Linked DNA regions of Muntiacus reevesi: region 1 is linked to region 2. The links are chromatin contacts, called in public Hi-C maps. All regions are on one chromosome and are shown on one strand. The core of a region is the stretch at or near the end of the contact, and the rest is flanking DNA. Distances in the headings are between cores, read along the strand shown. Region 1 holds the start of ACO1 (aconitase 1). Region 2 holds the start of NDUFB6 (NADH:ubiquinone oxidoreductase subunit B6).

Evidence for each region. A called contact is a pair of places that touch in the nucleus more often than the background predicts.
Region 1: a Hi-C map of muscle shows a contact between it and region 2, with 12 times the contacts expected there. The contact joins the promoter of ACO1 here to the promoter of NDUFB6 in region 2. A contact is called at or near these places in 2 of 3 Hi-C or Micro-C datasets (blood and muscle).

The regions. Positions count from the first base shown.
Region 1 is chr17:10,977,740-10,980,635 of mMunRee1.1, reverse strand. It overlaps ACO1 (aconitase 1), which reads left to right and starts at 1,550. Exons shown (of 21, transcript XM_065908433.1): 1 at 1,550-1,652.
Region 2 is chr17:10,815,517-10,818,216 of mMunRee1.1, reverse strand. It overlaps NDUFB6 (NADH:ubiquinone oxidoreductase subunit B6), which reads right to left and starts at 1,447. Exons shown (of 4, transcript XM_065908434.1): 1 at 1,143-1,447. The coding sequence starts at 1,322.

The DNA.
Region 1 (2,896 bases), core at 301-2,800, 160 kb before region 2:
CCACACATCCCTGGTGACAGGCCCAAGAGCAAAAGAGCAGGGTGATGTGGGAACTATTTCCTTCACAGTTTTGGCCAGAGTGTTTACTAATAAATCTCAATTCCTTTTATAGTTCTGATTTAATTATTTCCTGTCAAGGATTACCAGTTCTCCTATTACATGTATGTTATCATTGAACATTAAGAAATTTTGCTTTGTGAAGGGCTGCCTTGGTTAAGAATCAAAATTTAGCTGGATGTCTTTTCTCCCTACCCCTCAGCCTTCCCCACATACCCTCTAAGGGGACCCCAGTCCACTCAAGGGAAGTTTGCTCAATGAATGTGAATGGAAACAGTTTAGAAAGTGGGTAGGAAGAAAGCCTTCTCCCATATAGCAAAAATATAATGCGTGTGATGTGTGTGAGTGCTCAGTTACCCAGTTATGTCCAACTCTTTGCGACCCCATAACTATAGCCCGCCAGGCTGTTTTGTCCATGGGGATTTTCCAGGCAAGAATACCCAAATGGGTTGCCATTTCCTCCTCCAGGGGATATTCCTTACCCAGGCATTCAACCCACATCTCCATCTGCATTGGCAGGTGGATTCTTTACCCCTGAGCCGCCTGGGAAGCAATGTTTACTATACAGTATATATGTCTTTCTTCAAACTTGAATATAGTAGCACTAGTGTTAGTTGCTCCGTCGTGGGTGACTCTTTGCAACCCCATGGACTGCAGCCTACTGGGCTCCTCCGTCCATGGGATTTTCCAGGCAATAATACTGGAGTGGGTTGTCATTTCCTCCTTCTCCAGGGGATCTTCCCGACCCAGGGTCATGAACCCATTTTTCTCATGTCTCCTGCATTGGCAGGCGGGTTCTTTACCACTAGCCTCACCTGGGAAGCTGAAAATGCTATGTTACACAAGTTGGCCCCTATGGGGATAGTCACTACTTATTCATTCTATAAGCCGTATATCCATATACTCAAGATAGAAAACTAAAGATCTAATCAGTCAAATTTGCCTGAGCAGGCGCAACTTCAACCAACCTATAGAAAGTAGGTGCAGTGACCAAGGCCTTCTGAGTCAACTCAGTCATTTCTCTGACTTCTGACAGGTGAACAGCCTGCATTAGGAAGTGTTAGACATTAAAAAAAGGAAAAAATTAAACACGGAAACTGCACTCCATAACCATGGAAACTTTGAAGTCCCGGCAGCCACTCGGCTCGCTTTGCCAGGCGCTAAGGTGGGGGCGGGGTGGGGGCAAAAGGGAGAGAGGGGAGGTGACCGCGTACCGGGGTGTCGGACAAGGAAGCCTCCACAGTGATGGTTAAACCATTTTTAAAAGCTGCATTTCTAACCTGCCCCTTCAGCTCCCTCCCAGCGAGCTGGGCAGTCACACTCCACGCCCAAGAGTGAGCTGTCCCCGGCCTGGGGCCACATGGGAGGATCCCGTCCTGAGGCGGCTTCCTGCCGCTGACCCCCAGCTACCCCGCTCCCTCCGGGGCGAAGTCTCCCCGCCCGCAGGCCCCGCCCCGCGCGCAGGCCACGCCCCTCGGCAGGCGGCCCCGCGGCGACAGGGGGCGGAGCGGCGCGGGCCTCTGGACTCGAGTCGCTCCGGAGAGCGCCCCCAGCCTAGTGCCCCGCGCCAGTCGGAGTCCGCCTCGCACTCTGCGGTGAGTACGACGCGGCCCAACGCGAGTCCCCGGGCCCAAGCACCGGCCGCCCTGACCCCGCGGGGGAATGCGGGTCAGCGGAACCCCGATCCGCCTCCCCGAGCCGGGCTGCAGCGCGCCGGGCCGCCCAAGGGAGACCTGGGGGAGCGGGAAGGCAGCCGGGAGAATCGGGACTAGTTCCTGGGGACTGACCCTCCGCCCTGTTCCCAGCCTGTGCCGCGCCGAGCACGGGGGCGGGACTGGAAATGGCTCTCCTCGGCCTCCTTCGCCCGGGCTGTGCCGGCCGCCGGGACAGTCCGCGCCGAGCTTGTGAGGGCCTCACCCGGGAGTCGGCGAGGCTCTGGGGGCCGCCGGGAGAATCCACGTTGCGACTTGTCCCGACACACTGAACCGGGGAGTCCTACCCCAAGGAGGGTGTGCGGGCCTCGCCGGGGAGTCCTCGTCCAGCTGGGGGTGGCGAGGCAGGGACATTTCCCCCTGGGGTTCCGACAGATCAGGGAGTCCACACCAGGGGTAAGGGGGAGATGGAGTGAGGGGGAAGGGACCCTCGGTGGGAGGGGTGGGGACACAGCCCATCCCAAAGATTCACACACCCAGGGAGGAGTGAGTGAGTGAGTGAGTGAGTGAGTGAGTGAGTGAGTGAGTGTGTGTGTGTGTGTGTGTGTGTGTGTTGCGGGGACGGGGGCAGAGAGTCGGAAACAGCGTCTCAGCAGTGGGGACAGAGTCCATCCCAAAGATTCACAGACCCAGGGAGGAGTGAGTGAGTGAGTGTGTCTGTGTGTGTGTGTGTGTGTGTGTGTGTTGCGGGGATGGGGGCAGAGAGTCAGAAACAGCCTCTCAGTAGTTCTCAAACTCCCCTATACACTCTAAAAATTAGTATATTAAGGAGCTTTTATGTGGGTTATGTGTCTCAATATTTATCATATATAACTAAAACAGAATTTTTCAATATATTTAGTATCTCATTTGAAAATAGTGGTAAAGAATCCACCCACCAGTGCAGGAGACATAAGAGATGTGGGTTTGATCCCTGGGGTGGGAATATCCCCTGGATATGAAAATGGCAACCCACTCCAGTATTCCTGCCTGGAGAATCCCATGAACTTAGGAGCCTGATGGGCTGCAGTCCGTGGGGGCAGCAAAAAGTCTGGTATGACTGAGCACACAAGCATGCATTATATGTTGATATGTGTTTATGAAAATAACCATACCTTTCAAAATAGAATGTTACTGAGAAGAGTGTC
Region 2 (2,700 bases), core at 198-2,697:
TTTTGAGCATTACTTTACTAGTATGTGAAATGAGTGCAATTGTGCAGTAGTTTGAGCATTCTTTGGCATTGCCTTTCTTAGGGACTGGAAAGAAAACTGACATTTTCCAGTTCTGTGGCCACTGCTGAGTTTTCCAAATTTGCTGGCATACTGAGTGCAGCACTTTCACAGCATCATCTTTTAGGACTTGAAATAGCTCAACTGGAATTCCATCACCTCCGCTAGCTTTGTTCATAGTGATGCTTTCTAAGGCCCATGTGACTTCACATTCCAGGATGTCTGGCTCTAGGTGAGTGATCATACCATTCTGATCACCTGGGTCGTGAAGATCCCTTTTGTACAGTTCCTCTGTGTATTCTTGCCACCTCTTCTAAATATCTTCTGTTTCTGTTAGATCCATAGTATTTTCGTCCTTTATTGAGCCCATCTTTGCATGAAATGTTCCCTTGGTATCTCTAATTTTCTTGAAGAGATCTCTAGTCTTTCCCATTCTATTTTTTCCCTCTATTTCTTTGCACTGACCATTGAGGAAGGCTTTCTTATCTCTCCTTGCTATTCTTTGGAACTCTGCATTCAAATGGGTATATCTTTCCTTTTCTCCTTTGCTTTTCACTTCTCTTCTTTTCACAGCTATCAACAGCATATCAATAGGACCTCTTACAGTAATTAACATGAAGCTACATTACCAGCTAGAGGCTTATCCTGCTTTTGGGTCAAATGTAGTGTTAGTTGGTCTGTGTAATCTCAACCTCAAAAATCACACAAGTGTCCTTGGATACTAAAATCATTGGATTTTAACTCTAGTGAATCCTTGGCCATCCTTCTGAGGAAAGATTTCCGCAGTCAAAAAAAAGCCCAACCTGTAGCGTCCTGTATAATCTAGGCAAAGATTCGCCTCCTTCTCATCACACCTGAGAGCCAAAGGGCAGGACAATCCCAAAGCCATACAACTCCGAACTCCTGACATCCACCGCATGACCCTTGGGACCAGACGGAGTCCCAGACAAGCCTAAGTCTCGACTGAACCTGACTCTCCCTTGGGGAACTTCCGGGCGCAGAGCGAGTCGGTCCTTACTGCCGCTATACCGAGCAGGTTGTCTCAGTAGCCAGTAGGGGTGGGGTTGGGGAGGGCGGTCACTCACCACGTTCTTCCAGAGAGCTCCGTCTTGCAAAAATTTATTCCAGAATCGCTCCACAGGCGACACCCTCTGCGGAGGCAGCACCGGTTCCCGGGGGCTCAGCTCCTGATCTTTCAGCCATCGCCTTCTCAGCTCTCGCAGCTGCTGCAGCCGCAGTTTCTCGTCGGGCGTATACCCCGACATGTCGCTGCGGATACCAAGGCAGCAGGACTCGGCGCGCACCCGAACCAAGGTCTTGTCACTTACGCGCGCTCCCGCTCTGCAAAGCGACCTTGCGAGGACGCCTGGGAGCGGCGCGCCGTTATAACGTCACTCTGTTCCTGCCCCCGAGCGACTCCAACCTGTGCATAGTGGCTGGGCATGCGCAAAGCCTTGCGCACCTCGCCGACTTTACTGTTCCAAATTACCAGAAGCGGCGGGGGCGGGGCCCAGAAGCGACGGGGGCGGGGCCCAGCTGGGCGGGGCGGCGGGCGCTTAGTTCCCTGAAGACTATGGGAGGCCGGAGAACTAGAGGTTATGATGAAGAAGAAGTGGCGTGCTGGATATTGAAAAAATGAGAATATGTGACTCAGTGAATGTGACGTCCAAGTGTAAAACTCTCTAGTTGCTCTCCCACCTTAGAATTCCTCTTCCCGTGACCTACAGAGCCTGTGGAGACACGTTGTCTTCTGTCAGTGACTGGAAAAGTGACCCCGAGCAGCTGTCTCAGTCTGTCCCTTCATCTGTTCCTGTTACTGTTTAGTTGCCAAATCGTGCCTGACTCTTTTGCGACCCCTTGGACTGTAGGCGGCCAGGCTCCTCTGTCCGTGGGATTTCCCAGGCAAGAATACTGGAGTGAGTTGCCATACCCTTCTCATGGGGAATCTTCCTGACCCAGGGGTCCGCATTGCAGGCGGGTTCTTTACCGCTCAGCTCCTGCGGGAAGCCCTTCATCTGTACTGTAGAAGTAAAAAGAATCTCAATATATAGCAGAGTTGTACACATTCACCCTTTGATCCGGTATTCTCATTTCTAGAATTCTATCCTAAAGATATAGTAGTGAAAGTACGTGCAAGATTGTTCACTGCAGCACCATATATAATAAAATATGGAAATCCTCAACAAATGGCTAGTTGAATAAATTGTAAAATAACGCAATGAAGTGAAGTGCTTGAAAACATATATTGTTCAGTGAAGAAAAACTACATTGAGAGAAGTGTACATAGTACCTTTTATCCAAAAAAGGGAGGACAGTAGTAATATATATAAATTTGCCTATGAAACAGCCTAGAGACTATGGCCAACGCAGTAACCATGAATATCTCTAGCTCCTAGATTGTGATCTCTAAATACTGTCTTCCATTAAAAGGAACCAAGGCTCCTTAGAGTAGTTGATCTCAAAACATTTTGTTCCATAAATCTCTTTAAATTCTTAAAATTGTGAGGGGGCCCCAAAGAGTTTGTTGATGTGGGTTATATCTATTGATGTTTAGTGCATTAGAAATTAAAACATGTAAAAATAACAAAATATCTGTTAAGAAAAACTACTTAGAAGAGTGCCATTGTAAATTTCTCTAATGCC